2 separate regions of the Ovis aries genome follow, and region 2 is linked to region 1. The links are chromatin contacts, called in public Hi-C maps. All regions are on one chromosome and are shown on one strand. The core of a region is the stretch at or near the end of the contact, and the rest is flanking DNA. Distances in the headings are between cores, read along the strand shown. Region 1 overlaps ITGAE (integrin subunit alpha E). Region 2 holds the start of P2RX1 (purinergic receptor P2X 1).

The links. Hi-C and Micro-C count contacts between places; a contact is called where the count stands out from the background.
Region 2: a contact with region 1 is called in a Hi-C map of liver, with 2.5 times the contacts expected there. The contact joins the promoter of P2RX1 here to the enhancer-like site in region 1. A contact is called at or near these places in 5 of 16 Hi-C or Micro-C datasets (hypothalamus, liver, retroperitoneal adipose tissue and 1 more).

Annotation. Positions count from the first base shown.
Region 1 is chr11:24,275,677-24,280,873 of ARS-UI_Ramb_v3.0, forward strand. ITGAE (integrin subunit alpha E) reads right to left here. Exons shown (of 30, transcript XM_060395331.1): 27 at 2,561-2,617; 28 at 2,145-2,240; 29 at 352-447. Among named protein-coding and RNA genes, the nearest start is that of P2RX5, 14 kb to the left of the region's middle. Within about 2 kb of position 2,750, at least 35 of the 54 cell types and tissues checked have an H3K27ac peak or open chromatin away from gene starts, as enhancers often do. A contact at or near this core is called in hypothalamus, liver and tail adipose tissue, where this site is marked.
Region 2 is chr11:24,422,525-24,427,721 of ARS-UI_Ramb_v3.0, forward strand. P2RX1 (purinergic receptor P2X 1) reads right to left here and starts at 3,205. Exons shown (of 11, transcript XM_060395333.1): 1 at 2,817-3,205. The coding sequence starts at 2,953.

The DNA of each region.
Region 1 (5,197 bases), core at 1,500-3,999:
TCACACACTAGGAAGCGAGTTAATACATATAATTAAAAAACTTCTCAACTAGGAAATACAAAAATTTTTCAAATCAAAATATACATAGATAGGTGTTGATTCCAGCCTAGTTGCAACAACTGAGACTTCCTCTGCTTAGGCCTCTTATTCAGTTGCCTCATTTCAGAGACAGAAAAACTTAGGCAGAAACTGAGTAACTCAAGGTCATAGACACAGCGAGTTGCAGAGTCAAGAGCAGAGGTGATAAGACTGAAACAGGAAGAGGGCAATAGCAAGCGCCTATTTGTACAAGGGCGCTAAAGCCAGGCACAGGCTTCCCAGGACAGCACCCAGAAAACACCCAGGGATTACCTTAGTTCTGTGGTTCTCTGTGTTGAGCCCCTCATACAGAGATTTGTTGAAAGATATTTCACCAAGGATCTGCAGCTCAGTCACATCTCTTAGTAACTATAAGATGGGGGAGAAAAAAAAAGAAACATATTTTAGACATGGACCTACGTTTTTCGGGAGGGGGAGGGGAGTTAACTTTTTTTTTAATTGGAGTATAGTTGATTTAAAATAGACTTCTAAAAAAAATGGACTTACAATTCCTGGACAGCATCATTCCTTACGTTTCTGTTTTTTTGGGATCTTAGTTCCCTGACCAGGGATCGAACCTATACCCCCTGCACTGGAGGGCAAAATCTTACCAACTGGACTGCCAGGGAAACCCCCCCTCCCCTGTCATCTTTCCCTTTAAATGTGTTCCTTCTCCAGTATTCCTCAAGTCTAAAGAATGGCCTCAGCAACCACTAAGTTTCCCAAGCCAGAAACCTAGTTAAACCTCAACTTCTTTTCCCTTACCGTTTACCTCACACCACACTCCCATCCCCAAGTCAGTTCTTAATGATTCTTTTCTTTTTTCAGTCTCTCTGAACACCTGCCCCTTTTCCTCCATTCTCACTGCTACTTCTTCAGCTCACATCCCATCATTCTCACCTGGATCATCACAAGATGTTAAACTTGACTTTAGTTCCTACTTTTAAATGAGTGATCAGGGAAAGTCTCGCTAAGAAGGTAACATGTGAATTACACATAAGAAAAAAGCACACACATGAAGATATAGAAGAAAAGCTGTCTTATGCAGAAGGAACAGCAAGTACAAAGGTCCAGTGGCTAGAACAATATCTGCAAGCTAGAGTCTAAGAAGCAGGGAAGACGAAAGTATTAGGAGATGGAGGAGAAAGCGGAAACCAGATCATAGGATGCCTGGGACACCACCAAAAAAGACAAATTTTAGTCTAAGTGTATACGATTTTTTTTTTAAAGCAGATAAGTGGTATAGTGTTTGCTTTTTAAAAATAACTGTTCCATGAAGAATGTCGGTGAAGGTCATGGCAAAAGCACAGGCAAGAAAAGCAGAGATGAGGCTACGGCAGTGAATCCAGCAAGAGGTGGTGACCTGAACAGCAGCAGCAGTGGAGACACACAGAAGCGAATGGATTTAGAATATATCTGGGGGTGGGTAGAATGATCGAGGTTGCTGCTGGAACAGATAAGCGGATGTAAGAAAAAGGATCGGATTTCTCTGGTGGTCCAGTGGCTAAGACTCAGAGCTCCCAATGCAGGGAACATGGGTTGGATCCCTGGTCAGGGAACTAGATCCTGCAAGCCACAACTAAGACCTGGCGCAGCCAAATAAATAAATGTTTAAAAAAGAAAAATTAAGGAAAAGGAGTCGCCACAAGGAATTCCTAGAATCCCTAGTAAGTCAGCAGTGTAAGGGTATCCCAGATGGCTCAGAGGTAAAGAATCCGCCTGCCAATGCTGGAGCAGCAGGAGACGCGGGTTCCATCCCTGGTTCGTGAAGATCCCCTGGAGGAGGAAATGGCAACCCACTCCAGTATTCTTGTCAGGATAATCCGATGGACAGAGGAGCCTGGTGGGCTGCAGTCCGCCGGAACGCAGAGTCGGACACCCCTGAGCACGCAAGCAACTGCTAAGTTACCCTAGATAGTTACCCTGAGAGAGTGAGGAAGCAACAGGCTGGAGCAGTAGATGGATCAACAGTCCTGCTTTGGGCACGTTATATTTGGAGATGCTATTAATATTATCGTTTCCAGGGAAGATGCCCGAGAAACGAGGATTAATCAAATCCTAAGTACCTGCTTTGGCTGATTCAAGGAGAGCTCTGCAGCCACGGTTACATTTTCTTTATCCGAGGTGACCTTACAGCTCACTGAATGCCATTCTTCCACAAGCTGAAAGAGGATGGGTGTTAATTAGCACGATCTATTTATGGGGTGGGAAAGCTGGGAATTTTAACACTTAGCACACAGACAACCTCAAGGTCGAGGAATAAAGGGTGTGAGCAGTTTCTGCCTTCATTTGGTTCCAGCAAAGCCGCAACCCTAGCAAAAGTGAGCCGGTGAAGAGGCTAAGGGGCGCCTCAGGAACGTTCGGGCTGTGCTTTCAGGGGAAACCTCGCAAGTACAATCCCGGCGTCTCACGGCACCCGCTTCAGGCCCTCCTCTCTCCCCCATGACCCCCTCCCTCCGGTCTTTGGGATGACTGCGCTCACCTGAACCAGATCGCTCCCACAAACTTGCTCGTGAGCCTGAGTGCACACGGTGTGGGCCTGAAACGACAACCACCCCAGGCCATCACCACAACACAACGAAAAAGCCAAACCGCCAGAGTTACCCGCCCCCTCCCACTTCTCGCGAGATCCGTCGTGATTGCGCGGACGGCCGGGCGCTAGGACCCGGCGGGCAGGCGCGTCCGCGTCTCGAGGAAGTCTCGCGGTGCTGTTAGCATTTGAACTGCCTGGCGGGTGCAGGCCATGGCGGCGTCACTCCCGCCACCCGCGAGTGGGCTCTTCCGAACGTACGGGGCAGCCGGCGGCGGGAGGCCGCGGCGGCGGCCGGGCCTGGCAGCCGTACAGTGGTTCCCGCCGCAGGACCGGAAGCGTTTCTTCAGCAGCAGTAGCAGTGACGCCAGCAGTGGCGGCCCCTCGCAGTCTGTCGTCTCCGACGATCCTGACGACCCCGACTTCCCCGGCAGCCCGGTGGGTCCGCAGCGGAAGCGCGCTGGCGCCCGACTCGCCAAGGGCCGGCCGAGTCAGATCGCGACTCCGAGACGCCTGAGGCTGCGATCGCGGTGCCCGCAGAAGTGCAGCACCCCCTGCGGCCCGCTAGGACCGCCGTCCTTTCCCAACGGCAACCCGGGCTGCCTGAGCCCGGACCTCAGTGTGTGCGGCCAGCCCAGGGACGGCGGCGAGCTGGGCACCAGTGCCTCCCTGTTCAGCTCTCTGGCCTCTCCCGGCCCCGGGTTCCCTGCGGCAGAAGACAGCATCTGTACCGACCCTTCCACCTTTCTGGATGCAGCCTCAGAAGCTCCGAGCAACTTCCACCTCCCAGAAGCCTCCCTGGACCAGGCACCCCTCCCCTGTTCCCAGGACGCAGCGACAGGAGGAGGCAGGCTCACCAAGTTGGCCCACCAAGCCCAGGCCAGCCTCAGGTCAGCTCTCTTTAGCTTTTTGGACTCAGGAAATCCTGAGGATTCCGAGCTTAGGACAGATGGGAAGAATTTGCAGGAGTTCTGCCATGACAGGGAACTGGTGGGGAGGAGGCAGGAGAGCCCAGGTTTATCAGGCAGGGGTAAGAAGAGGGCCACCGACCAGGACTCTTGTCGAGAGATTGAGTCTCAAGGGTCTGTCCATATAGAATACGAGGAGGCCCGTGGGTGCAAGGCTGGAATCGCACCTGGGAAAAACAACTGGCCTGAGAGAACCAGGCTAAGCCGAAAAAGGAAGCATCAAGGGACAGCAGAAACCTCCCTCCTCCATCACTGCCAGGTTACAAAAGGCCAAAAGATGGAAGACGGTTCATGTGTCACCCAGGACCTGACTCGTTTACAGAATGCCTGCTCTTGGACCAAAACCAGAGCCTCCTTCAGTTTCCACAAGAAGAAGATCGTGACAGCTGTGTCTGAAGTGTGCAGCTGCATCACCCTGGGCAGTTCTCTGTCTGAGTCCCTCGTATCAGAATATTCACACCACCCTGTTCAGAACAGAACAAGCTGTGCTCTGTCCCCCCGGCACTCTTCCTCTATGTATTTGCTAACCCCCTTAAAGACACAGCAGGTCACAGACAAAAAGACATCTGATGCAGAAAAGCTTTATGGAGAATGCAATCAGGTGGGTCCCATCCCCTTCGGCGACTACCTCTCCGAAGAAAAACTGGAATGCTGTGAGAAGATTGGAGAAGGGGTGTTTGGTGAGGTGTTTCAAACAGTTGCTAACCACACACCTGTAGCCCTAAAAATCATTGCTATCGAAGGACAGGACTTAGTCAATGGAGCTCACCAGAAAACTTTTGAGGAAATCCTGCCAGAAATCATCATCTCCAAAGAGCTGAGCCTCTTGTCTGATGAGACATGCAACCGCACACAAGGCTTCATTGGCCTGAACTCGGTCCACTGCGTTCAAGGATCTTACCCTCCCTTGCTCCTCCAAGCCTGGGATCACTATCACTCAACCAAAGGGTCTGCAAACGACCGGCCTGACTTTTTCGGGGAAGACCAGCTCTTCATCGTGCTGGAATTTGAGTTTGGAGGGATCGACCTAGAGCAAATGAGAAAGAAGCTGTCCTCCATTGCCACTGCCAAGAGTATTCTGCACCAGATCACCGCCTCCCTTGCCGTGGCTGAGGCCTCACTGCACTTTGAGCACCGAGACTTGCACTGGGGGAACGTGCTCTTAAAGAAGACCAGCCTCAAAGAGCTCCATTATACCCTCAATGGAAAGACAAGCTCCATCCCCACCCGAGGGCTGCAAGTCAACATCATCGACTACACCCTGTCCCGCTTGGAGCGGGATGGAATTGTGGTTTTCTGTGACATCTCTGGAGACGAGGACCTGTTTACAGGACAAGGCGACTACCAGTTTGAGATCTACAGGCTGATGAGGAAAGAAAACAACAACTGCTGGGGTGAATACCACCCTTATAACAACGTGCTCTGGCTACATTACCTCACAGATAAGATCCTGAATCAGATGACCTTCAAGTCCAAACATAACACCCCCGCCTTGAAGCGAATGAAGAAACAGATCCAGCATTTCTATCAGACTATGCTGAACTTCAGCTCTGCCACGGACCTGCTCTGCCAGCACAGTCTGTTTAAGTAAGCCGGGGGTACTGACCACCCCCAAAGGAAA
Region 2 (5,197 bases), core at 1,955-4,454, 150 kb after region 1:
CTTGAGACCCACCTGTGTGTGCAGCCAGACCTCTCTCCTTCCCTGACCAGAGCAGGCCAGACAGGGACATGTCCCAGCATACCCCATGTATGGACCTGTGAGGTCGTGAATGACAGCCCACTGCCAGCACACCTCCAGTATGGAGAGCTCATGACCTCCCAGGAGACGGCTCTAACTGTAAATTAACTCTGAATTTTAAATATTATTCCTTTATTCATTTATTTTTGTCTGCACTAGGTCTTTGTTGCTGCGTGCAGTCTTTCTCTAGTTGCAGTGAGCGGGGGCTACTCTCTAGTTGTCGTGCTGAGCTTCTCATTGCTGTGGCTTCTCTCGCTGTGAAGCACAGCCTCTAGGGTGCACAGACTTCTGTAGTGGCAGCTCACAGGCTCTAGAGTGCAAGCTCAGTGATTGTGGCACATGAGCTTAGTCGCCCCGAGGCATCTTCCCAGACTAGGGACTGATCCTGTGTCCCCTGCACTGGCGGGTGAATTCTTAACCACTGGCCCAACAGAGAACTCCTAACCGTCTTACCATGCTCAATCGCTCAGTCATGTCTGACTCTCCTACCTACTGTGGACTGCAGCCCCCCAGGCTTCTCTGTCCATGGAATTCTCCAGGCAAGGATACTGGGGTGGGTTGTCACGTTCTCCTCCAGGGGATCTTCCCAACACAGAGATTGAACCCGCGTCTCCTGCCTTACAGGCAGGTTCTTTACTGTCTTAACCACCAGGGGAGCCTTGGGAGGTGGGAGTAATTAAAGAAAGGCCATTCCTCTTCAGGAAAGAGCAAATTATTCAGCCTTCAGGCAACATCTTTAGAGGGTTTCCCAACCCCCTGCTCCATGAAACAGTTGAGAAATCGAGACCTCAATGGCTGTGGGTGCCTGGCTGAGCCGTCTGTGCAGTGATGGGAAGTGGCCAGATGAGGGAGCCAGAGACAGCAGGAGTCGCAGCCCCAGCGGGAGTTTGAGGGTCAGGTTAGGGGGTGTTTCAAAGGGACCCTGCCTTCCTCCCTCTGCTTTGTGACTTGGGCAGGTCAGTGCCCTTCTGTGAGCATGTTTCCTTTCCAGGATATCAAGGCCGACTTTGGAGCCACACAGCTGGATTATGATCCTGATCCTGCCTCTTTGTAGCTGTGAAAACCTGGCTAACTCAGTGTCTGAGTCTTAGCAACCCTAAGGAGTGCACTGACTGGGGAGGGAGGGAGAGAGGTCCCCATCCCTGGAGGCATGTGTTCAGCACCGGGTGGTGCCCTGGGGCATATGCTGTAGCTGGGGGTGGGGTGGGAGGACTGTCCCCTTTCCCTCTGACAGTTTGCGACCAACACACAGGAGGCATGGCGTTGCTCCCAGTGCTGATCCAGAAGCAGAAACAGGGAACCACAGGGGCTGCAAGGAGGACAACGTTTTCCCAGTCTCTAGGGGCAAGGGGTCGACTGGGCCCGGCTGGGCAACCCCTCCCTTCCCAGGAGGGTCAGGAGTGTGGCTAACGGTGAACCCATTAGAGGGGTTCGCCCTCGTGAGGTGGGAGAGGAGGAAGCTGGGGATTAGGAGGCCCTGGTTCAAACTGGGACTGGAGGCTGACTTGCTGCGTGACCTAGAAATTCCACTGCTCCCCTCTGGGTCCGTTTCCCTCACAAGTTCAGTGATACTGCAGATATCAAATTGGTTTGTGGACAGAAGGCTGAGGCTGAAAGGTCTCTGTGGCTGTGCTCTACCTGCTCGGTTCTGAGGCTTCGGGGACCGGATGGAGCCGAAGTGAGACTGTTTTGGATGATAAGGCCTGGGGGGACCAGGACTATGTGGTCGCCATTTGGCTCCTGGTCAGCCCGCCCTGGTTTGGTCTCACAGCAAAAATGGGGATGTGGAGACCAGAAGGGCAGGGTTACTGGTGCCCTAGATCCCCCAGCAGGGGCTGAACCCCCTTCAGTGGCCCTGGGGCCTCCGGGAGCCCTCTGTGGGGTCACTGTAAGTGCACCTCCCCTGCCCTGCTCACCGCCCCCCTACCCACACACCAGGGCACTCAGCCCCAGAGACACATCCCACAGCCACACCCGATAAGCAGGTGCCCAGACACATGAAGGCACACTCACCCCACGCAGAGCTCTGGGTATGCCACACACGCATCCACACACCACGCGTGTGATCACACAAGCACCTGCTAAGACAGCCAGGAAGATGGCCTTTGTGTGGACCCCAGAACAGCAGCCCATAGGTGAGTCCCGCCTACTTCTGCCCCTGCAGCCCTGGGAGGGTGGGATAGGTCCCATGATGCCCAGAAAGGGGCTGTCATCCCCAGGGCTAGAACCGACTTCCAACCTTCGTGTGACATGGCGCCTTTAAGGCACCAAGTGTTCTGAACCTGCAGGTGTCTCTGCTCAGTCTAGAGCAACCCAGGATGCCTCTAGTTCAGGCAGGCAGATGGGAGCAGGGTCTATCCCACACTGGCTTGTAAGGTGGGGCACTGCTTCCACCCCTCAGCAGTGCATTGGGAGGTCAGAGGTGGAAGGGCTCTGTGGGAAGCCGCTCGAGGGAACCGTTAGCTGTGAGTCAGTTCCTCAGAGCCCAACGGCTTAACCTCTTGTCGCCATATGACTGGGAGCAGGGCTGCCCCTCATCCCTGCGTCCCTGTCTCGGCAGCAGGTTAGCAGGTTCCCATTCCTTCTGAAGGGCACCAGAATGGTTTGTCAGGAGGGATGAGAGCCACGAGAGAAAGAAGGGCTCTCTGGGGCTCATGGGAGGCATCGCAGAGCCTGGAGGACAAGCCCTGGCTGGGGTCTGGTGACGGGGGGCAGCAGGGAGGGGGGTCCACACTTACCCAACGACGTAGACCAGGACCACGAGCTGGATCAGGCGGAAGACGACGCCCACCTTCTTGTTGCGCACAAGCACCATCCGGGGGGTGTCGTACTCGAAGAAGAAGGCAGCCAGCTCATCCTGGATCCGCTGCGCCATGGTGGCCAGGCTGGGGGCTGAGAACCGAGCCCCTTGCAAAGCCCTGGCTCCCCAGGGGTGAGCCAGGCGTCAATACTCACAGCGTCTACAGAGGTGAAGCTTCTAGGGCTTCCCCAGCCCCTCACAAAGAGCAGGGCGGAACAGGTGGGCCCAGAGGTCAGGAGTCAGAGGTCGGTTGGCAACACTTGAGTTGGATGGGAGCGTCCTTGGGTGGTCAGAGCTGCTCTTGGCCCCTGGCAGGCGATGGACTGTGGGCCAGCCGTGCCTGTGGACAAATAAATTCCCAAAGATAGATGGGGGCGGGGCTGGAGGGGGGCCACCCAGGCCCAGCCCCATTGCCCCTCCTGACTCGGCCTGGGCGGCCCGGCTGGGCCTCCGGAAACAGAAGTTGTTGGCAGGAAACCATGGGCCACACGTCATAAGGCAAAGATAAAGCCATCAGCCCCCCACAAACCTGGCAGAAGAGAGCTGGGGGCTCAGGCCAGGGCCTGGCTGGAGTGGCCTCTGGCAGAAGCCCTCCCCACACCAGGGACTCCTCCCGTATCCAAACATCCTCCCTGCCCTCCCTTGGCCCCCAGGTGGAGCACGCAGGCCCTGGGGCTCTGCAGCCAGGAGGGCAGAGAGGAAAGACGGCTGCTTCCTGGCTGGCTCCCTGACACTTGCTGAGCCCGAGGCAGGACCCCCACCCCGACCTCCCAGACCCCCTTCCATCCATCTGCCCCTCTGGATCTGAGCCTGGCCTGTGCCCAGTCAACTTCAGCACTGGGCTGGCATCTCCGACCTCCCACTGCTCCTGTCCTGGATTCACCTCCACTACCCTGAAACCAGCATTTCTGGGTACCTGGGTGCAGGTACCCAGACAGGATAAGGGCCACATCTATTACATGTCATGGACGGGCTCCCCGAGTTGAGCTTGGAAAGCTTGATGTGAGACTGTCTCGGTGCCCACTCCCAGCTCTGCTGCCTGCTAAAGGGCCCGGCACCTTGCCTCACCTCCCTTCTTCCTCCTCTGTGAAACCGGGAGATAGTGAGCTTTCTTCATAAGTCGAAATCCCGGGGATGGGTCCTGACAACACTGAGGACCAAGAAACTGAGGCGGCTCTTGAGCTTGGGGTGCAGCCCCTCTGCAGTCCCTGCACACGCCCCCAGCCCAGGCTCTGAACACAGGGGTCCCCGGGGGCTGGGCTGGGTTGGGGCAAGTCCTGTGTGAGCTCTCAGAACACCAGAGCTGGAAGCTTCCCCGCAGCTCCGCCTCATTCTGTAGGTGAGGAAACCGGAGCTAAGAGAGGAGAAGTGAATTGCCCAAGCTCACCCTGCATGGTACAGAAAGCCCCCGCTTGAAGCAGGAAGGTCTCCCCGGCCCTCCCTCAGCCCAGGCAGGGTGTTCTCAGGGTTCCCTCAGCCCTTCCCCCTACCCTGTCCAAGCTGCCCCACCCTGAAGTCTGATAGGAGTCTTCTTCCTGGCGGGGCTGTAACTGGGAAATCACTCTGGGCCCGGAGCCAGGCCCCAGGGCTGGGAATCCCAGCCTCTTGTCTGGGTAGAGCGGCCTTCTGGACAGCAAGGGACCCCCCACCCAGAGGGCAAGCCTGCAGCTCCTTCCAGCTGGCCCCCCAACCAGGCCAATCACCCCCATTAAATAGACTTATCTTGTGCAGAGCACCCACCAGTCTCAGGCTCAACTCTTGTCCAGTGATGCTACCTGCAAGAGGGCCTGGCGAGTCCACTTCCTGGGCTTTTCTAGGAAAATCCAGAGATGCTGGGAGGCAGAGCTGTGGTAGCCACATCCCTTTGGCTTGATCTTGACCTCAGACAAAAGGATCTGTCCTCTTCCCAGCTGACCTCATGGCCCTTGGACTAGCAGGCCCTGGACATGAATTGCTTGCGATGGGAGGTGGGGTGCTGGATGCTGACACTGAGTCTGAACCATTTCAGGAGGGTTGCTGGGACTGGATGAGGGGGTGTGGTGGGGGAAAGGAAGGGAGCAGAGAGGAAGATGAGAAAGGAAGGAGGAAAGGATGAGGGATGGAGGAAGGGAGGGAGGAAGGGAAGTCAGGCAGAAGTTCTCCCATCTGCGTCTGTGCCTTTCACACCCTCACATGTCTGCCCCCTCCTCCTCCATCTCTTTCTCCCAGAAGGAGCCAGGCTTGCTGACAGACAGATGGACCCAGGGACAAACCGGCTTGCCTGGAGCACACACATGAGCTCCTGTTACAGTCTTGGTTCTGACCCTGACCCTCAGAAAA